7 separate regions of the Mus musculus genome follow, and all the other regions are linked to region 3. A link is a contact called in public HiChIP or PLAC-seq, Micro-C, capture Hi-C and promoter capture Hi-C data. All regions are on one chromosome and are shown on one strand. The core of a region is the stretch at or near the end of the contact, and the rest is flanking DNA. Distances in the headings are between cores, read along the strand shown.

What was found. Promoter capture Hi-C pulls out the DNA fragments that hold promoters and counts their contacts. Hi-C and Micro-C count contacts between places; a contact is called where the count stands out from the background. HiChIP or PLAC-seq counts read pairs in DNA pulled down with a chosen protein or histone mark. Capture Hi-C pulls out chosen DNA fragments and counts their contacts.
Region 1: a contact with region 3 is called in an H3K27ac HiChIP or PLAC-seq map of embryonic stem cells, with 10 times the contacts expected there. The contact joins the promoter of Tbc1d9 here to the promoter of Gab1 in region 3. A contact is called at or near these places in 5 of 39 promoter capture datasets (embryonic stem cells, hippocampal neurons, liver and 2 more) and 5 of 115 datasets of contacts at active chromatin or transcription factors (astrocytes, differentiating embryonic stem cells, embryonic stem cells and 2 more).
Region 2: an H3K27ac HiChIP or PLAC-seq map of embryonic stem cells shows a contact between it and region 3, with 6 times the contacts expected there. The contact joins the promoter of Ndufb7 here to the promoter of Gab1 in region 3. A contact is called at or near these places in 2 of 115 datasets of contacts at active chromatin or transcription factors (astrocytes and embryonic stem cells) and 1 of 9 other capture datasets (embryonic stem cells).
Region 4: a capture Hi-C map of embryonic stem cells shows a contact between it and region 3, with 6 times the contacts expected there. The contact joins the promoter of Dnajb1 here to the promoter of Gab1 in region 3. A contact is called at or near these places in 2 of 115 datasets of contacts at active chromatin or transcription factors (astrocytes and embryonic stem cells) and 1 of 9 other capture datasets (embryonic stem cells).
Region 5: a contact with region 3 is called in a Micro-C map of embryonic stem cells, with 6 times the contacts expected there. The contact joins the promoter of Pou4f2 here to the promoter of Gab1 in region 3. A contact is called at or near these places in 1 of 39 promoter capture datasets (cranial neural crest) and 1 of 484 Hi-C or Micro-C datasets (embryonic stem cells).
Region 6: a contact with region 3 is called in an H3K27ac HiChIP or PLAC-seq map of embryonic stem cells, with 6 times the contacts expected there. The contact joins the promoter of Clgn here to the promoter of Gab1 in region 3.
Region 7: a promoter capture Hi-C map of liver shows a contact between it and region 3, with 2.3 times the contacts expected there. The contact joins the promoter of Rbmxl1 here to the promoter of Gab1 in region 3. A contact is called at or near these places in 1 of 39 promoter capture datasets (liver) and 2 of 9 other capture datasets (adipose tissue and embryonic stem cells).

What each region holds. Positions count from the first base shown.
Region 1 is chr8:83,164,011-83,166,762 of GRCm38.p6, reverse strand. Tbc1d9 (TBC1 domain family, member 9) reads right to left here and starts at 1,411. Exons shown (of 21, transcript NM_001111304.1): 1 at 559-1,411. The coding sequence starts at 688.
Region 2 is chr8:83,565,427-83,568,126 of GRCm38.p6, reverse strand. It overlaps Ndufb7 (NADH:ubiquinone oxidoreductase subunit B7), which reads right to left and starts at 1,369. Exons shown (of 3, transcript NM_025843.3): 1 at 1,197-1,369. The coding sequence starts at 1,308.
Region 3 is chr8:80,879,145-80,882,064 of GRCm38.p6, reverse strand. Gab1 (growth factor receptor bound protein 2-associated protein 1) reads left to right here and starts at 1,586. Exons shown (of 10, transcript NM_021356.2): 1 at 1,586-2,533. The coding sequence starts at 2,462.
Region 4 is chr8:83,606,780-83,609,479 of GRCm38.p6, reverse strand. It overlaps Dnajb1 (DnaJ heat shock protein family (Hsp40) member B1), which reads right to left and starts at 1,305. Exons shown (of 3, transcript NM_018808.3): 1 at 938-1,305. The coding sequence starts at 1,148. Gm42029 (a long non-coding RNA gene) reads left to right here and starts at 1,630. Exons shown (of 3, transcript XR_878996.2): 1 at 1,630-1,710.
Region 5 is chr8:78,435,288-78,438,053 of GRCm38.p6, reverse strand. It overlaps Pou4f2 (POU domain, class 4, transcription factor 2), which reads left to right and starts at 1,407. Exons shown (of 2, transcript NM_138944.3): 1 at 1,407-1,943; 2 at 2,376-2,766. The coding sequence starts at 1,650.
Region 6 is chr8:83,388,535-83,391,234 of GRCm38.p6, reverse strand. It overlaps Clgn (calmegin), which reads right to left and starts at 1,393. Exons shown (of 15, transcript NM_009904.4): 1 at 1,135-1,393. It overlaps Gm32377 (a long non-coding RNA gene), which reads left to right and starts at 1,746. Exons shown (of 5, transcript XR_878991.3): 1 at 1,746-1,824.
Region 7 is chr8:78,507,267-78,510,255 of GRCm38.p6, reverse strand. It overlaps Rbmxl1 (RNA binding motif protein, X-linked like-1), which reads left to right and starts at 1,328. Exons shown (of 2, transcript NM_001252089.1): 1 at 1,328-1,457. It overlaps Slc10a7 (solute carrier family 10 (sodium/bile acid cotransporter family), member 7), which reads right to left and starts at 928. Exons shown (of 12, transcript NM_029736.2): 1 at 582-928. The coding sequence starts at 681.

The DNA.
Region 1 (2,752 bases), core at 162-2,661, 2.3 Mb before region 3:
ACTAGTTAAAATGCAGTTATACAGCGAATTCTTTTTATGACCAGAACCAAATAACTTGCTTTGTTTTATGTCAGATCTCATGCAACAAAAGAATTCCATTTTCCTTATTCATTCTCATAGGTCATGTAGGAAGTGACCACATCAGCCTCTTGACAGATTGCTTCCCTGGTAACAAAAGGGTATTTTATACCTAATTGCCCATAAAGACAGCTGAGTCCAAGCTAAGCATCTTCCATCTCTCTTCTCAATACATTCAGCAGTATGTTAAAGGGGGGTAGGGAGAGTATGCAACCCGGCGTTCGATTCTTAATAATTCACTCATTGCTAATTTCATCTTAACCCACTATGGGTCACCCAGAACTCAAAGACCCCATCGCCCGACAGGGTCAGGAAAGAGGCGTTTCTCTCCTAGTCTGGGGGAAAATAAAATCACAACTCGAGACACCTTCCAGGCCCCCAGACAGGGCCGGCAAAAGGCCCAGCCCCGGAGACCGGGCGGCGTCCCGGGTGTCCGCAGCCAGAGCCCCGGGCGGAGCCTCCCGCAGTGCCCGTTCTTACCCGCCAATCCGCCGCCGCCACCCCCGTCGCCCCCGTGGCCCTTCCTTCGTTGCAGAATGAAGTAGGGGTTGGCTCTCTCGGTGATCCACAGCGCGTTGGCCAGCAGTACCTCCTCCGGATTCACCCACATGGTCCTGGTGGCCGCGGGCAGTCGCACAAAGAGGCCCGCACACTGGCGCGCTCTCCCGGGCACACGCGCGCCCTCCCGCCCGTGGGTGCGGGGCCGCGACGGCCTTCAGCAGGCTGCGGCCCGCGGCTCCCGGCCCGCGACAAAGACCCAGCGGGCAGCCGGGAACGACGACGGGGATCGGGACCCAGCAAGTAGCATCCTCCCTACGGCTCCTCGCTCGCCAAGTGCACAGCCTCGCAGCCCGGCCCTGCCCACCGCAGGGCGAGCAAGCGTCGGGGCTCGGTCTCAGGGCGCGGCGGTGTTCAAGGGCGAGCTTGTGCGGGAATCCGAGCCCCCAGGGCGCCGTGATCACCAGCTGCCGAGCCCGAGATCACCGCTCGTGGACACTGCGCGTCGGGGCAACGAGCTGGAAGGACGCTCCCGGCGCTGGGAATGAATGACGACAGCGCGGCTCAGTCGCCGCGAGCCCGGGTGACCGCGGGTGGCTTCTCGCGAGCCCGGTAGGGACTGTGTGCGGAGCGCAGGGCCCCACGCCCATCCCAGCAGGGAGGAAGCTGCCCCGCTCCCAGAGCCTGCGTGTGGCGTGTGTATTCAAGGCTGACGCTCGGCGGGACAGCGCCACCCCTGCCCCGGAAACGTGTGTTCCCAGGTTCCAGACCTGGCTCTAGAGCCAGGAGTCCAAGGTGGACGCAGCCAATGGTTGGTAATGTTTTTGTTTCCTGCATCCCTGGATCAAGTCACGCGCTAAACTTGTCACCACCGGTGGCCACTCCCCTTCCATTCCTTTGTAATTAAAGTGGCCCAGCTAAATGCATTACATCACTTCTTTCCTTGACCTACAGGGCGTAAGCTATAGAGAAGTTGGAAACAGACCAAAAGCTTAAACCAACTAATTCTCCCCACAGCTGTTCCTATATTGGGCATTAGGAGCTTTGAGGGACACTAGCATTGTTTGTTTGTTTGTTTGTTTATGAAAATTAAACCAGAGGCACTCAGACCAGGCAACTTTATGCTTTTAACAATTTGTCTTTCCCTGCATTCCTGGAATCCCTTTCTGGTCTCAGCTCATTTACTGCGTATCGTACGCGACTAAATGCATTCACCCGAGAGATCGGAGAAATGTTTTCAGCCAAAGAGGTTTTCCTTTTCAGATGACCAGAGTTGTTGACTAGACTCTGCAATGGCCCAAAAGTTAGCCAATCGTGAGAATCTCCTCTTTTCAAATAACCAAACCATTCAAACACATTTTTTATGTGTGTACCTATGATTTAAATGTGTCCTTCCAACCCCAAATTCAGTCACTGTGACAGCATTAATCTGTGGGGCCATTAGAGGCAATTAGGCCGAGTGGGGTCCCTCATCAGGAATGGAGAAAGACACAGAAAGCAGCACACAGGAGTTGGGTTAGTTTATCCATCAGCTCAACTCTGTGAGGAAGCAGACAGAACCAGCAGCAGATGTGGCCCACATGGTTGTAGACTTACTGACCTTGACAACCATGCGAAATAAAAGTCTTTCCTTTAAGAGTTACTCATCTTGCCAGGTGTGGTGGCGCACGCCTTTAATCCCAGCACTCGGGAGGCAGAGGCAGGTGGATTTCTGAGTTCGGGGCCAGCCTGGTCTACAAAGTGAGTTCCAGGACAGCCAGGGCTACACAGAAAAACCCTGTCTCGAACAACAACAACAACAAAAAGAGTTACCATCTCAAGTATTTCATGACAACAGTACAGATGGACTAAGAGCGGTTTGGGTGTGTTTCTGACTGTGTTAAGGACTCTTCCAAGTAGCTGAATGAGCAAACTGGCAGCCATTCCATCAAGGCTTTGTGCCCAGCCCTGAGGGTGCTAAAGAAGTACAAGGCTCTCTTCCTGTCACCACAAGGGTCTTCTCCCTGATTTGTTTAATCATTTAGATACCTGTCCATTGACAGGGTCCCACTGTGTAGCCCAGAATGGCTTTGCACTCAAGAGCCTCTGGGCTCATGAAGCATAAGCATGAAGCTCTCTGGTTGGTCTGCACTAGCAACGGTCTGGCTTTTCACCTGTTTTTCATCTTCAGTCTCTT
Region 2 (2,700 bases), core at 120-2,619, 2.7 Mb before region 3:
AACCATGGACAGGAGCCTGATGAGAGGTTCGGGAGCAGGATCCTTTCATTGTAGAGGGTGGATGGAGGATATAAAGGGGTGTGTGTGTGTGTGTGGGGGGGGGTTCACCTGGAATGGGGACTCCGCCAGGCTAGGGACAAGTCATTTGGAAGGAGTTTGGAGATGCATGGGTGTGGGAGCAGGAGCTACTCTTGCTTTCTCACAAGAGCTTGCCTAAGATGAAGAGGCAGTGAAGAACTATAGAAGCAACAATGTAGGCTATAGCATCCCTGAGCACCACTGGGCCTATGAGCTCTGTGCTCCCGAGGCCAAAGGGAAAGGACTGTGAGTTAGAGACTAGTCTGACTCAAAAATAAGAAGGGGGTCTGGAGTGAGGAAGCAACTTGGAGACCAGGTCAGCAGGGCCAGCTGAGTTTTACCAGGGTTTTGGATTAGCCAAGCAAGAGAGGCGGCCAGGGAGTGCTGTATTTTCAAAATGACTATGGGCAAAGCAGGGTGTCAGGTGGGTAAATGTTCTGCAGATTCAGTACTGACGGAGCCATCTTCTAGTCGACACTACAACCTTTTGGTAAGGCAAGTCATTTGTGTCTTTCCCCTGCTTACAAGTGGGGCTCTGTCCCTCCCTGGTACCAGCTTCATCAATCTCATATACACCCCTTTTAGCCTGTGCTTCTACACTCTTAAATTTGCTTCCCAGATCTTTTTGGACACGCTGCTTTGTCCAGGGGGCTCCCTGAAGACAGCGCCAGTGGCTCTCTGCTACCCTGGGGCATCCCAAGTGCCAAACTAGGACTTTGTCCAGAGCTGTCACTCTGATTTTCCTATACAGGAAGAATGAGAACCTTGCGAGTACACACAGGCCTTGGGTTCCTCCCCCAGCACCATCACACTAGACAGGACAAGGAGCATGATCGCTCCAGCCCCCCAACCTTGTATTATTGTACGTAACCAAATGCTAGTGACAATGTATGGAGATGCAAAGAACATGTCCTAGGCTCCGCGCTGTGCCCAGGACGAAGTGCACCGGGGCAGTCTCATCTTCCCGTTCTCTGCTGTCTCGTCCCAGCCTTTTGCTTTAGCCATCCCCGCACAGCCTCCACACTCAAGGAGGTCGCCCTCCCGACTCGACCCGGCCCTCCGCAAGCAGGCAGCTGAGTTCCGCGGGATCTGCGGTCGCGCCTGCGCACTGAGCTCACCTCGCTCCTTGCGCTCCGGAAAGCCGAGGTCCGGCGGGAAGCTGGGTATCTTCTCGGGGTCAGGCTCCACCGAGGCATCCCACAGATAGCGCCGGGTCAGGTGCGCCCCCATGGCTACTCTGCCTTACCCTTCTTTAGTAGCCGGGGTCACCTCGCTCCCACCTGGAAGCACTGCCCCTTCAGTGTCTTCCGGGTCATCTAGGCTGCGGCGGGGGTCATAGAGATGAACGATGGAACGCTTCCTGGCTCGCTGACACCCCCTGGCGGTGTGGAGGAGACAGAGCGGGTGCGGCGAACGCCAGTTGGCTAGAAGGCCAGGCTGGCCAGGGAGTTGCAGGGAGGAGTGCGGGTGTGGAAGCGGGGAGGTGGCAGGGTCCCCTGTGCTCTGCCCAGTGCTAGGATTATAAATGTGTGCCACCAAGCCTGCTGTATACATGTGTATACATGGGTACTGTGGACACCCTGGACCGAACCATCTTCCGCGTTCCTCTTCCTCCTCCTCTTTTTTTTTTTTTTCTTAAATTAATTTTTTTTTCTGGTTTTAGGATAGACCCCCAGGCCTAGCATATGGTAGATAAGTGCTTTCCCACAGATATACACTACCATTTCCAACACTCGAACTTCCAAACACTTTCCCTAGGTTTGTCGGTGTGAGTGCACATACGTAGGTGTGCTTATGAGTGCATTTGGTGGTCAGAGGTCAATTTCTGGGGTCATTACTCTGTCTCTGTCCAACTTGTTTGAGACACTGTCTCCCACTGGCTTTGAACCCTTCAAGTAGGTGAGGCTGGCTGTCTAGAAGGCCCGAGAGATTTAACCGGGCACCCTGTCTGTGGTTCTGGAATTTCAAGCGTGTGCCCCCACACCAGGAGTTTTCTTACATGGGGTTTGGGGACTGAATTGAGTTCTTTATGTTGGTAAAGCAATCACAGTAATGACTGAGCCCTCCTTCCAGTCGTTGTTCTTCTAAAATGAATACTTTGTGATCCTGGTCTAGAACATGGTAAATGAAGGCTTTACCACTGAAGCCTGTCCGTAGTGCCCAATCCTGACCAGAGAGGGCGCAGCCAACCTGATGGTCTTAAAAGCTCTTGGTCTAGAGCTTCTGAAGGAACCACTCTCTTCCTTGCTCCTAAGTGTCTGTCAGGGTGTGTCCTCTCTTGGCTTGCTCTCTCCTCTCATCCAGGACAGCTTATTTGACTCAGACTAAGCACACCTCTCTGTTCAGAGCTCCCCAAGGCGGGCTGGTCTGTAAGCCCCAGGGATCCTCTTGTCTTTGTCTCCTCTGGGCTGCCATGCCCAGCGTCTGTTTTACATGGTATTTTAGTTAGGGTTTCCATTGCTGTGATGAAATACCACCAGAAGCCATTTGGGGAGGTAAGTGTTTTACTTCCCGGTCTGGAATGCAGTATGTCCTGACGGGAATGTCCTGATGGGAAGTCAGGACAGGAACACAGACCCTGGAGGCAGGAACTGACACAGTGGCCACCCAGGAGTGCTGCTT
Region 3 (2,920 bases), core at 337-2,836:
GCCATTTGCCAGGTCTTAATGCAACACTTTAAATTCATCTTCTTTTTTGGAGATTGGTTCTTATACTCTATCAAGCTTAGGCTGACCTAGAACTCACAATAATCCTCCTGCCTCAGTTTCCCAAGTGCTGGGGTTGCAGGTGTAAGTTTCTAACTGCAGGTGTAGATTTTTGTATATAGAAATGGAATAAGTGAAACTTATTTGGGAAAAAAGCTCTATTTGAAATTCCAAAAGTTAAATAATACAAGATAGATTACACTTTTCCATTTCAAAAGCACTTTATGGCAAAAACAAAGGGCACTGTCTCTTCTTATATGCAAGGGCTTTTGTCTTATTATTAACTTAGCATCTACTTTTCTTTTCTTTCTTTAATTTCTTCACTCCTGCCTCCATGTCTCTCTCTAGTCTTTCTTTCCCTCCCCCTCCCCTACCTACCTTGGCAGGCCTGGGATTACAGGGGTTCTGCCAGGCAGGGCTCCCAGCACCTTTTCCTCTTTACGACCCCCAAGGTTTCAGACTCAGAACACACATTTATTAGGAGAGCCCCAAACTCATGCTTCTCAGAAATGCTTGTTTATCTATTTGTATTTTCACACAAACTCCCTTTTTGAGACAGGGCCTCTTTATGTAGTCCTGGTCGCCTTAGAACTCACTTTGTGGACAAAACTGGCCTTAAACTCACAGAAATCTGCCTGCCTCGGCCTCCCAAGCGCTGGAATTAAAGACATGCATCACCATGCCCAACTCTTTAAAATTTTTGTCTGATTATATTGCCTTCTAAAATTTGTTCCAAGGCTTTGTTTCAAACACACCCGTAAAGAAGAGTCTGTTACAAGACTGTGTCAAACTCAGCCCAGATATAATAACTGTAAAACACACAAAAAGGCAAATAGAATTAGGGTACCCAGAATGATTTCTTTTCCTGTCCAACATCCTAGCGCAGGTTTTAAACAAACACAACGCCAACTGGAAGAAACAGCCCATGAGTGGAAGCAGTGTGAGACTTTATCCTGTCTTAGAGATACACGCAGCTGAACGCTTTGTGGAGGCTAAGCGGTAGCATCACTCGGTAGAACAGCTCCTGGGTCAGGCCCTAGGCACCCAGGAGGTCCCCCACCCCCTTGGTCTCTGGGTGCACAGTGAGGGTCCTAGCGCGCTCCTGGTCCGGGAGACGCAGTCCTTCAGTCTCTCGAGCAGCCAGGACCCGCTTGAGTGAGTTCTCCTCCTGGCTGGGTTATTTTTTCAGACTGTCAAGTAGGGAAATCCTTCCGAAAACTCTGGATCGCGAAGGCACAGCCGAGTACAAACTCCTGACCCTGGGGGTTGTCAAGATGGCAAACTCAGTCGGAGCTGGCGAGAGTGCCCGGCACTCCCGCTCTCACACTGGGGTGGCGCTGCGTTCCCGGAGACCGCCGCCTTCCATAGCGCGCGGGCCCGGGGCGGCGGGGCGGCGAGGACCCCAGCGCGCCTGCTGACTACAGATCCCAGGGTGCCTCTGCCATCTCGCTCCCTCCCAGCGCCGGCCCCGCCTCCCCAGCCCTTGTTGTTTTGGCTGGAAGCGCTCCGGAGGAGTTTCAGAGAAAGTCTGGGCTGAAGCTAGAGGCGACCGATCGTGGGAAGGGGAGGCAGAAAGGCTAGGAGGAGGAGGGCCGGGGCCCAGGCCGCGCCTCCCCGAACCCGCCGCGCGCCCCCGGGGTGGGGGAGGAGCGCAGGGGACAGGACAGAGGGGTCCCTCCCCGAAGCAGAGCCGCCCTGCGCCTCGTCCCTGTGCTGATCCCCGCCCTCATCCGAGGCTGGAGCGCAGACCCACCCTCCCACCGCGGACCCGCGACCTCCCCGACGCCCGGCGACGCCCTGACCCTCGCTGCTGGTCCGCGAACTCCCTAGGCTGATCAGGACCTGCCCCTGTGCCGGCTGCCACCCGGACGCCGCACGCCTTCCCAGGCGCCCTTTTCCGAGCAGAGGGAAAGAGAAGATCGAGCCCCTCTCAGTGTGAATGCGCCAACGGGCGGAGCGGAGCGGAGCGGACACCGCGCGCGGGCATTGTGTGTGCGCGTGCAGCGTGGGGTCCGCAGCGGGGAGCACCCGCGGGAGGTCCCGTTTCCAAGGGGCGGAGCGCAGGGCTTCCAGTTCTGGGCTCCCTGTCCGGACAGAGTCCCAGCGGAGCCCGACCGCTGCCTAGGCGGCGGGACGGCGCGCCTGGCGGCCAGGAGGGCGCACTGAAAGAAGGTCGGCGAGCCCTGGTCCCCGCGGTTCCCGATCGAGTTCCTCTTCAGTCCGCGAATCTGCGGGAGAGGTTCGATCGCCGACACAGGGCGCGGGGAGCCGGGCCGCCCCGTCGGGGGAATCTGAGACGTCCTCTGGGCTGCGTTTGACTGCCGTGCCCGCCGTGCACGGAGCGCGTCCACTGTGTCCACCGACCCCTTTGGTGTCTGGTCCTCGAGTCCTCACGGCGTGCACCATGAGCGGCGGCGAAGTGGTTTGCTCGGGATGGCTCCGCAAGTCGCCCCCGGAGAAGAAGTTGAAGCGTTATGTAAGTACAGGTCAGGTCACCGTCTGCCCCGCTGCAGCAGCCTGCGCGCCCGGTTGGCTCTTCCACGAATCCCGCCCTCCTTTTCCTCGATCCGTCTCTCGGCCGGCGGGCTCCGGACCGGGTGCGGTCCACTCCCACCCTGACGTCCACTCGGCGGCCAAACTTTCTCCCTCCATATTGCAGACTGCCTCCCTTGTAGGCCTCGTTGCCTGTTAGAGAAGCCCAGTTTTCCAGCTCAAAACTGGCTGCATACTTTGGTTGTTGTTATTTCCATTTAGCAAGGGTGGAGTGAAACAGGGAGAAAGAGCCTTCTTTTATTATCTGTATCAGATTCTCATGGAGCTGTTAAATCTCCCCTCCCCGAGAAACCGCGGAGGTAGTAAGTAC
Region 4 (2,700 bases), core at 56-2,555, 2.7 Mb before region 3:
CATATACACGGAGGCACACGCTCAAATAAATTGAAAAACAAAGTTCCAGCAACAGTGAGGTCCTGTCTCAAATAAATGGTCACATTTTGTTCCTTTTGCATGTATTACTGTCAATGCCACGTAACACACAAACTTTCGTCCAGAGTAGCCTCAAGGCAATCCTCCTGACTCAAATACCCCAGAGGGGGGATTGTCACAACATCCGGTTCCTTTGGAAACAGGAGCTTATTACCCTGTAGCTCTGATTTGAAGCAAATTCACAGCGTTCCTAATTCGGTTTCCCATGTGGAGGTGTGAGCCCCCGCACTCTGCTCAACAAGTTTTGCTCTTAGTAAAAAGGCCACAGGAACTATAGCGGGAGGGATTTTATGTATATATTAAAAAGCTTGTTAGTCAAGGACGAATCTCAAGTCTTTTAACTCCCAATGGCAATAGGAGCAAGAAACACACTACTCCGTTTTACTTCCTGACAACATATTCGGTAGTAAGGCCTCTAGATCTCGGTGCGACCAGGTTTACGTGACTGCTCCATCCTCCCAGCTATGCTGTTACCATCTTACAGAGAAGCTCCTACGCACTGTTACCAAAAAGGCTCAACCCTGGGTGAGCGAACACTGAGCTTGCGGCTAGGAAAGAGAATCAATACTCGGGCAATTTTCATTCCCATCGCGACCGCCGCCCTCCATCTGCACCATTCCGGCGCTGTGCAGGCGACCGACCGGGAGGGGCTGCGGCAGACGTGCTAGAAGCTTCTGTGCCAGCGGCGCGCCCAGAGCTCCTCCTCCTGTCTGAGGCCGCGGATCAGAGGGTGAAGGAGGCGGCGCCGCCGCTAGATCCCCGGAATGCCTGTCCCCGGCCGAGGTCTTGGAGAGGCTCCGAGTGCCTCGGTTTCCCCGCCTGTCAAACGGCGGGTCACCCCGGCCGCGCGCACACGTACCTTCCTCTCCATAGCGGTCGAAAATCTCGCGCTTGCGCGGGTCGCTGAGCACGTCGTAGGCCTCGGCGATCTCCTTGAACTTCTCCTCAGCGCCGGGCTCCTTGTTCTTGTCCGGGTGGTAGCGCAGCGCCTGGCGGCGGTAGGCTCGCTTGATCTCGTCGTCGGACGCGCCGCGGGCCAGGCCCAGCGTCTGATAGTAGTCCTTGCCCATGGCCACCGCCGCCCAGCTGTCGCCGCCTCCGGCTCCGCTGCTGCCCCGTCCCGGACTCTATATACCCGTCCGGCGGAAGCTTCCAGATCCCGCCAGCCCTCCAGAACCTTCCGCCCCTCCCGATGCGCCGCACGACACCGGCCAATCGCTGCGGCCCGCTCCGTGACGCAGCACATCCGGGGTGGGACCCGGCTGCCAACGGCTTTCCGCGCGGGGCCACGCCCCTTCCCTCTCTACTCTGGTCAACGCCTTCCTCGGGCGCGCGCGCCGGCTGCTGGGGTTCCGCCTCCGTAGCGGATCCAGCCAATCGCAACCCTCTCTCTCTCTGCGGACAGGTGGAGGCGCGAAGAGGGGCGGGGCTACAGAGACGGGCCTCTCCGAAAGGCCGCACCCTTTCCCCCAGGTTATCGCCGGCTGGGAGGTTCTGCTGCGTGACTTGTGGTAGCTACCTGACAAGTACCTCTAAGCTTTCCTGCTCTAACCCAGGGATAAAAATAGGCACCCCGCCCTCTTCTGCCCGTAGCCCTTGGTTTTTCCCGTAAGGCCGTTACTGTAAAGCGAGGTGAGACTGGTCTGCCTTGGGCTTGCTGCAGTCGGGCTGCCTCTCCGGTTTATCTTACTTCCTACTAATTCCTACTGGGTTTAGCTCGCCTCTTGGCGTTCTGATACTTGTCACTTCCTTTGCCGTCTGAGTTTACCACCAGGGCTGCGTGATTTTTTTAAAGATCCACTGGGTGCTTCGTAAATATTTCCAAATACTTTGATATAGTATAGCTTTTTGCTTTTGGTTTTGTAAGTCTGGGATGATGGCGGTCAAGGACGGAGCTGAGTGAGGAAGAGGAGAGAGCTTCAGATATTGGAAGGCATAGAGAAGCTGGAATAGTCATTGGTGGTTCTTGCAGGGAATGGGACTGCCTGAAAGTGCATGAAAGACTGACTCTCATCCTAGCACTTTCTGGCTGTGTGACCTTGGGTTGGTAGAGTAGCTTTTCTGGTCTCAGTGTGGTCATCTGTACAAAGGGAATGGTCGTGGAATATGGTGAAGTTGACATTATTCTGCATTTGTTAAAGACAAGGGACAAAGGGTGTTCTTGAAAGAGATGATTAATCATCTTGTTTAGTGGACAACTGTTGACATTCCCTTTCTGGAAGCTCTGTAGGAGGAGAGTCAGATAACCCTTGCCCTAGGCACCCCTGAGAAAAATGACTTTAGCCTTCCGTTAATGGTATAGCTGTGTGTGGTGTATGTGTTTTGATTTTCCTAACTGTACTGACCCCATGAAAACCGAACCAGTTGAGCCCTGCCCCCCGCCTCCCCATGGATTTGGAGCTAGGGAACACTTGTAGAGAAAGTGTCTTTAAAGGTACAGAGACAGAGATAGTGAGCTGGCAGTGGTGGTGCATGCCTTTAATCCCAGCACTTGGGAGGCAGAGACAGGCGGATTTCTGAGTTCGAGGCCAGCCTGGTCTACAAAGTGAGTTCCAGGATAGCCAGGGCTATACAGAGAAACCCTGTCTCGAAAAAAAACAAAAACAAACAAACAAACAAAAA
Region 5 (2,766 bases), core at 158-2,657, 2.4 Mb after region 3:
CTCATCGGTATATGCACCTAGTGTCTTTCCGCGCTCTGGAAGGCGAGGGTAGCCCCAAGTGCCGCAGGACGGAGGGGAAGGATGGGAAGGAGAGGAAATAGGTTGTGTTTGGGGGGGTTGGGGCTGGGGAGTGGGCCACACTGTCTGCTTTTGAACTGGAACTCAGAATGTGTGTTCACTTCCAGGAAAGTGGTTTGCACTAGCACAAAAGTGGGAGCAAAGTGTAAGCAAAAAATAGTCTCTGCACACAGTGACTGTAGAAATGAAGATAAGTGGGACTTACGCCAGTCTGAGTGTGTGTGTTTGTGTGAGTGTGTGTGCACGCGCGTTTGAGTGAGTGAGTGAGTGTGTGTGTGTGTACGTGTACACGGTGTTAGTGGCATTCGGCAGCACATGCGCTCTGTATTTCTGGCCCTTCTCGTCCTGTCAGTTGCTCCTTTCCCTTTGATTGTAGCTAATGAAGAATAATACATCCCAGAGTCAGGGTTTGCCAGGAGATCCTCCCAAGTCCCAGCTCACCCTGTACTGGACATAGGGAGGAGGTGGAAAAAGAGAAGGGGGTGGGAGGAGAGGAATCTGTACATGTGTTAGAGGGTGATATGCTCATAAAGGGGGGAGTCGCATGCGCATAGAGGACACTAACGGGCTGTGTGGCTGTCCAATCCGCTGAGAGCTGAGGGAAATCGAGGGAGAGGAAGCCCTGCAGCCGGGCAGACCCACGTCTTTCTGCACTAGGCACCCGCCGGGCGGTGGGATGCAAAGCCCGGGGCTGACCTCAGCACGCATCAAGGCGGGAGCTCAGAGCAGAGCAGAGGACCCGGGTCGCCGCAGCGTCTAGATCCTCATCCAGGGGAATCAGGGTCACTGGAGCTGACGGGAGGGGAGGGCCCCTGAAACTTAGTGGTAAGCAGAGGGCAGGAGAGCAGGTGGCCAGGTAAGGTGCACCTCACAGTTCAGGGCTAGTCGCTTCCAAGATTGGCTTGGAACGCAACTTTTAGGGGGAGTTTTTTTTTTTTTTTTCCCGAGGGAGGCGGGAAGATCTGGAGACTGTCATTTAGGTGACTGGCACTGCCGGGTGGGGGTGGCCCGAAGCACCGACCTGGCTAGTTGGGTGGGGTTGAGCTGGGGCGCGATTAGAATCAGGAGTTGCAGGCGCGGCGTAGGAGTGGTAACAGCAGAGCGCCTGCCGGGGCAGGGAAGGCTGCGGGTCCCGTGGCAGAGAGAGAGGGGCGGGTGCAGGGAGAACTGAAAGGACCGGAGCCTGCGGGGAGCCAGGGCGGGGAGAAACCCACCCAGAGCAGTGCGTCCTGGCAGGAGAGGGCGGGGGAGGGAAGGAGGGGGAGGGCGGGCGGGGGTCAGGCGCGGGAAGAGGGGACTATAACTCCACCGCCTCGATGAGCTGGGGCACTTTGGGGTGCTGAGGTCTGAAGCCAGAGCCACCCGGAGCAGGGCAACCTCTCGGGCAGACCTAGCGGGAGACACAGGAGCGGAGCTAGCGGCCACACTGGGAGAACCGGGCCTGGAAGCAGTGGCGGCTGAGCACAACTTTGCAGTGTTGTTCCCTCTGCTGCTCCGGCCGGGTACTTCTCCGGAGGGTCGGGTAGCTGGGACCGGAGTGCGCCAGCGACGAGCGCGCCGCGCAAGGAAAGATGATGATGATGTCCCTGAACAGCAAGCAGGCGTTCAGCATGCCTCACGCAGGCAGCCTGCACGTGGAGCCCAAGTACTCGGCGCTACACAGTGCCTCCCCGGGCTCCTCTGCGCCCGCGGCGCCCTCGGCCAGTTCCCCTAGCAGCTCCAGCAACGCTGGCGGCGGCGGCGGTGGCGGCGGAGGCGGAGGCGGCGGCGGCCGGAGCAGCAGTTCCAGCAGCAGTGGCAGCGGCGGCAGCGGCGGCGGCGGGGGCTCGGAGGCGATGCGGAGAGCTTGTCTTCCAACCCCACCGGTGCGTATGTCTGCATAATCACCGCTTAAAGGCACATTTTGACAGCCTCCTTTATCTGCTTGATGTTTTTTTCATGTCTGCACAGCAAATCACCCCACACCTCCAACCAATCCCCCCTCTCTTAAGTATTCAACGGGTCTTGCCTTTCATATTAATTTTTATGACCTGGGATGCTGCCTGTGCGCGTGTTGTGTTGTGTTGTGTTGTGTTGTCTGTGGCTCACTTTTCCTCCCCCTGCACATTGGCTTCTCGCGCAGGCTTCCCCTCTCTTCTCGCTGCCGAGTTTCAGGATCACTGTCATTATTATTATTTTAACGTTCTGGGAATGCTGTAGGCACGGTGGCGGTGGCGAGCCCTGGGCCGGGGGCTTCCGGAGAGAGCGCTCACAATTCCCTGCTGAGCGTAATGTGTGCCTTCTACTTACAATTGCAGAGCAATATATTCGGCGGGCTGGATGAGAGTCTGCTGGCCCGTGCCGAGGCTCTGGCCGCCGTGGACATCGTCTCCCAGAGTAAGAGCCACCACCACCATCCGCCCCACCACAGCCCCTTCAAGCCGGACGCCACTTACCACACCATGAACACCATCCCGTGCACGTCGGCAGCCTCCTCTTCTTCTGTGCCCATCTCGCACCCGTCCGCTCTGGCTGGCACCCATCACCACCACCACCACCACCATCACCACCATCACCAGCCGCACCAGGCGCTGGAGGGCGAGCTGCTTGAGCACCTAAGCCCCGGGCTGGCCCTGGGAGCTATGGCGGGCCCCGACGGCACGGTGGTGTCCACTCCGGCTCACGCACCACACATGGCCACCATGAACC
Region 6 (2,700 bases), core at 144-2,643, 2.5 Mb before region 3:
GACAACTGAACTGGTTCCCTTCTCTGGGCCTCTTGTCACCCATGAGTTGAGAGAAAGTCCTATCAAAGCTGACAGTTCCTGTTTTCTAATTACATAATAAAGAAGGAAAGTTTAGTAGACACCAAACAAGCCCAGAGCCCTGAGCCCCCACCTGCTAGCTGCATATCCATCAGCACACGCCACCATTTACAGACAACAGACCAACAAGACCAATCAAAACAAGACAAAAAAGACTATCTTGAGTTTAAGGAACAGGATCAATGTGTCTGGATGACCAAACCAACAGACTGTAGACTAGAAAATGGTCAAAATTACAATTACCAAAAAAAGAGAGCTACCTAGGGAGATGTCAATTTTTCAGGGCAAGAAAAACAACCATGATTTACTATTCTGTTTCAACATAAATTAATCTTCGTCAGAGATATTGAACCATTGACCACCTAATTTTTAAATTTTTGTTTTGCCTAATTTGTTTATTTCTGTTTATACCTTCGGTCTCCAGCTCCCAACTTCCTAGCCTTTTGCTCTTTAACCCCAAACAAACCCCTGCATAGCTTCTTCCTCCTGGGTGGGGCAGATGCCACTTAAACTCAGCTAAAGTATCTGACTGATAGTAAACAGGCTTTAGATAATGAGACTCTAGTCATTAAGGTTTTCTGGATTCAACACAGGGCCGGTTACTCCCCAATGGCTCCTGTTAGGCTCCACCCAAGTGTCTAGGGAGTGGCCAGGATTCTCTGGCCACCTTAGCCAGGTTTGAGCGTGGGGGTGGGGGAGGTAGGGTTCTTTGGCTTCACAGAGAAGTGGGCTGCAAATGTGCCCAGGTTGGTTTTGTTGCATTTTCTAGAAAGATGCGAGAAGAACTCTCCAGGGATTGTGGTAGAGCTTCGTGGAACCGGGCCACACAGTGGCAACAGCAGCTGTGGCAACCGCTGGGATAACGGACTTGAGAGAGGCGCCAGGCTGGGCAGGGCAACCTGGCCTTCCCCAGTGTCAGGGAAGCAGAAGGAGGACCCAAGGGACTCAGGGTGGCGTCTCCCTCCATCCAGGGCTGATCTCTGTCCCCGAGGTTGGCAGAGCCCACCCAAGAGTCTAACTCCCACATTCATCCCTGAACTCATCCTCCAGCCTCACCTGGCCGCACCAAGCTAAGCCTTCTTCTAGTCTCAGAAGAGGATGCTGCGGGGCACCTGGATCCGATTTCTCACCCGGTCCCCAGAGAACAAGCCGCAGGAAGGCGGCCCGCGGTCTACACACCTGTCCTGCGGGCTTGTGTCCAGCAGCGGCAGCTCAGGTGTCCGACTGGCCGCTACTTGGTGCCCGGCGTCTCCCCAGAGCGATCCCGCCGGCAGCCGCCCAGCAGCGACTGCTAACTGCGCGTGCGCGAGCGGCCGCGCGGGAGGATGCAGGATGCAGAGGCAGCCCCAGTGCGCAAGCGGCCCGCTCAACCGCCGCTCGGGACCCAGCGGCCGCGCGCCTGGGGGGATGCGGTCCTTCCAACGTCAGTCCCTCTCTGGAGCTCAGGCTGCTGGCTCTGCAGACTGCTCAGTTCTTCGTGTCGCACCTTAATTGGTTCCCGGATGGATGATGAATAGATGGATGGTTTTGGGTTTTTTTGTTTTTCTTTCTCTTGTTTTGTTCTGATGACCTTAAACTTTTTGATCCTCCTTCCCTTCTTCCTGACTTTTGGATTTGCAACGCCACACTGTTATGCAGTAGTGATTGAAGCCCTCTTGGTGGGGTTATGCAAGCTCTGTATCAGTTGATCCACATCTTTTGTTTCCTCAATTTTATCTCAACGTTTTTAAAAGAGTGCCAGGGCAGGTGTGCCAAATTCATACGCTGAAATTTCCCTCTATATTTTTGTGTTTTAGTAGCTGATTGTTCATGGTTATCAACCGGGAAGCTTCCTATTTCACACATGCTCCTGGCTTGCTATTACATTATAAATGAAACTGTACATTTTCATTTTGTCAGTATTAATGTTAATAATTTGCCACAGACACATAATTGGTTTTTTATTAATCTTGAACACTCCTTGAAGGCATTACCTGCTTTTTTCTCTGTATGTTTACAATTCTGTATATTGTTTGTATCGTCTTAATTTGTGTGACCAAACTTTGAGTCTGTGTAAACGTTCTGTTTTCTGTTCATAAATGTTTGAAGTCTGCCCCTTGATTTAGGATCTGTCATTTTTTTGCTTGACTCAACTTTACTGTGGTTTCAATACAGTAATTTTAACTAACTGTCTTCATTCCTTATTAGGCACAAGCAACATTTTTAAAAACTTAACACACCTCCATCCAAGAGTCCATCCTATTTAGGCATAGAGTCTGTTTTATCCAGTCACTGTGTACAGTTACTGTGGTACCCAAATTGTCCTAGGTTTAACTGAAGGAGGTGTGAAGGGTTCTTTGGAAAGTCAGTTGGGTGGTGTTTTGCTGGGACAAACACTTGAAGGAGCATCTTGTTAAAGTGGACATAGGTGTGAAAGGCTACAGCAGACTCGTGAAGGAATGTTACACTGAAGCAGACACAGGAGAGAGGATGTTCTGCTAAAGCAAACATGTGAAAGGACACGTGATAAAGGATTCTTCGCTAATGACATATGTATTGGTGTGCCTTACATTGTGTAGTTGAGCTGTGTCTGTCGGGACTCCATAGAAACACATTAAAGAATTGTTGGTAGTGTGTTGTAGT
Region 7 (2,989 bases), core at 79-2,578, 2.4 Mb after region 3:
CGGAAGTAGTGTCCCGTAAGGAAAGAGTGCAACGTGTCAGTACAATTGGGAGTTTTAGTCAGCAACTAAGGCACACTAAAAATTGAAGTTTGGAGCAAGGGTATCCTTTTTTCCTTTTTCTCCTATCCGCCGCTCCCGCCAATAATCTCCCCCAAACCCCTTTCTCTCCAACAGACTTTTTTTTGGGGGGGGGGGGCGGCAAAAGGGAGGAGTCGGAAATAGACTGGATAATGAGGTCTATTCCAGGATAGATAAAGAACTCCTGGCAACCTATAGTCCCTTGGGATGGGATGCTACTAAGAACGAGAGGAGTAACTTTCAGTTTCTGTACCCTCACTCCGGCACTGAGCAGAAGTCATTGATTGCCCGCAGAAAAGGCAACCTGCACTCCCACTCCCCTGCCCCATTCCTAATTCCCTCCTGGGCTAGCAAGTGAGAAGAACCTGCTAAAAGCCCCCCTCTCTCCCGCTGCGAGACAGAGGGCTGTGCCGCAGCCAGGGCGGCCGCTCCTCCCGGGGACTCGCCGACGAGTTCAGAAGTGGGAGCCGGCGCGCTGCAGCCGGCGGAGGTGCGGCACTTACCCCCGTTCACTCCGACCGACGGCTCGAGCTTAGCGGCGCCGATCGCCACCACTATCCCGACCATGAACCATTCTTTCCTCGCCCTCTCCAGCAGCCTCATATTTGTTAGGGCGGGTGGGTTTTGTTTATTTGTTTGGCTGGCTTGCTTTCCAAACTGCGATCCCTAAATCCCCGGGGCGTCTCCACACTTTCCTCGATCCCTCCAGACATGCAGCAGAGCAAGTCAAATTGCCACTCGTAAACTAAAGACCGAGGGGTGGCTCGGGCGGCTCCGAGGCGGGCTGGGAGTAGTAGTACCCAGTGACAGGAAAGCCTCGCTGAGCGCCGCCATCACTACCACGCACCTCAGAATAGACGCGCCCACCCGCCGAGGACCAGGGCGCAGGGGACGTAAAACGGAGGCACACCAGGAGCACGCAAGTGAGACGAGTCACGGGCTGCACTAACAGGACCCGCCGCCGTGCATACACGGCCAAGCTTGGGGAGGCCCGCAGTGGGAGAGAGGGATGAGGCGCCCCAGACGCCCAGCCTCATCATGGGTGTCGCTGCAGTAAAGCTATATTGACGGCGGCCCGAGCCCCGAGACATGCCTTGCAGAGAGCGTCTCTCACTCTGCCCTGAGCCCGAGAGACCCGCGGCGTGCGCTGGGCCGGTACCGGGCTGCGCCGTGGCGGCGGCTGCGCGCGCCAATGCCTGCTATGTCTATGCGCGTATACTCGAGACATTACGGCGACGACCGACGTCGCGTTGACGTTGCGCGGGGGGAGGGGAAGCCATTCGCGGCCTCTGGTTCTCGGCGGGAGCGGCGGCGGCAGACGCGTGTGGCGACCGGCGCGGGAAAGCGGCTTCCTAGTTAGGGAAGCGTTAGCCCCGTGGGTAGGTTGAAAATCGGTGGCCGAGCAGACGTCCGGGACGGCAGGCCCCCCGCCTTCCCGCAGCGGCGGCGGCGGGAAGGCGGGGAAGGCGGGCTGGGCCTTCCCGCCAGGTCGGTGGCCTGCCCGGGCCTTTCTGCCCGACCGCCTCCGCGGCCAAAACCCGCCTCGGGAGTGGGGAGGACGGCCGGGATGGGGCAAATCTTCCCTGGGGGGCGGTGAGAGAGCGACCCAGGCTCCTCCCCACCCGTGTGCCGCGCGTGGGCGGGCGATTCCGGAGGCCGCGTGGTGCGGGCCTTTGCCTGACCCCGAACCACTAAAGCAACAGGACAACTGAGAGGGGGCCAGGAACTCAGAACAAAAGCAGTGAGGGCCAGATCCAGGGTGGAGGGTCTGATGTCCGCCCCCTCCCCCAACCCTCGGTTTCTTGCATTGCATTTTGGCGAATCTATGACATAGTTTCACGAATGGTCTTCCGAGCATCAACCCTTCCTCTTTATGCACCCAAAGAAAGAAAGGAACAAAGTATTGTGGGACATTTTGAAGCAGCCTGGTATCAGCTACTTGAATAGTTTACTATGGAACGTAACGTTCGAAAGGGATTGTACCAGACTTTCATTCTGAATGCATTCAAAGCTTGAAAGAGACTCGGCGTGCAATTTGCTCTATTTAACTTTATCTTGCTGACATGACTCGCTATCCAAAAACTAAGCTGCTTTAAGCAGTTGTGCTATCAGTTCTCAGTTGCACAGCCCCCACTGCTCGGTAATTACGCATCAGGCAGCATGAAGAAAAGCTAATCTCAAGATAAAAAGAACTTAATAGGGAGACATTAAACAATTTACCAGGCAAAAGAAGTACATGAAATGTGATAAAGGCTTATTATAAGACAGTCACAAGGTAAGTGGAGTTCTAGGAAGTAAAATTTATAACATAATTTTCTTCAGTAATTTTGCTTGGTTCAAAAGGAAAAAAAAATCTGCCTCAGTCATCGAATACTCAAAAGGTCATCACAGATAGTGCTGCTTAAGTAAGGCTGCTCACAGAGTCTTTCTAGAGATTTTGACCTGTTTAGAACAAAATCTTAATTCATAGAATATTTTAACCGTAGTTTTGTGAATTGTATTGTCAAGGACTGTATTAGTTTGCTAGGGCTGCTATAACAAATAGTCCCCTCCCCGAGTTAGCTATACTCAGACAATAGACATGTTGTTTTACTGTTGCAGAATAAGGAAATCCAAAATGGAGATATTGGAGGGCCATGTGTTCTAAAGGCTCTTTCCAGCTTCTTGTGGCTGTTAATATTCCCTGGCTTCCTTGATTTAGGTTCTGATGCTCCAGTCTCGACCTGGTTAGGCATCACATCTCCCTCCATATGTTTCAAGTGGCTGCTCTCTGCATCCTTGAGCATTCATTACCTTTTTTCTGTGTGTATCTTTAAAAGATACTTGTCCTTGGATTTAAAGCCTAACCAGATAGTCCAGAATAATGGGTCATATTCATTTAGATTAAGTTTATGAGCCTATATCCTTTCTC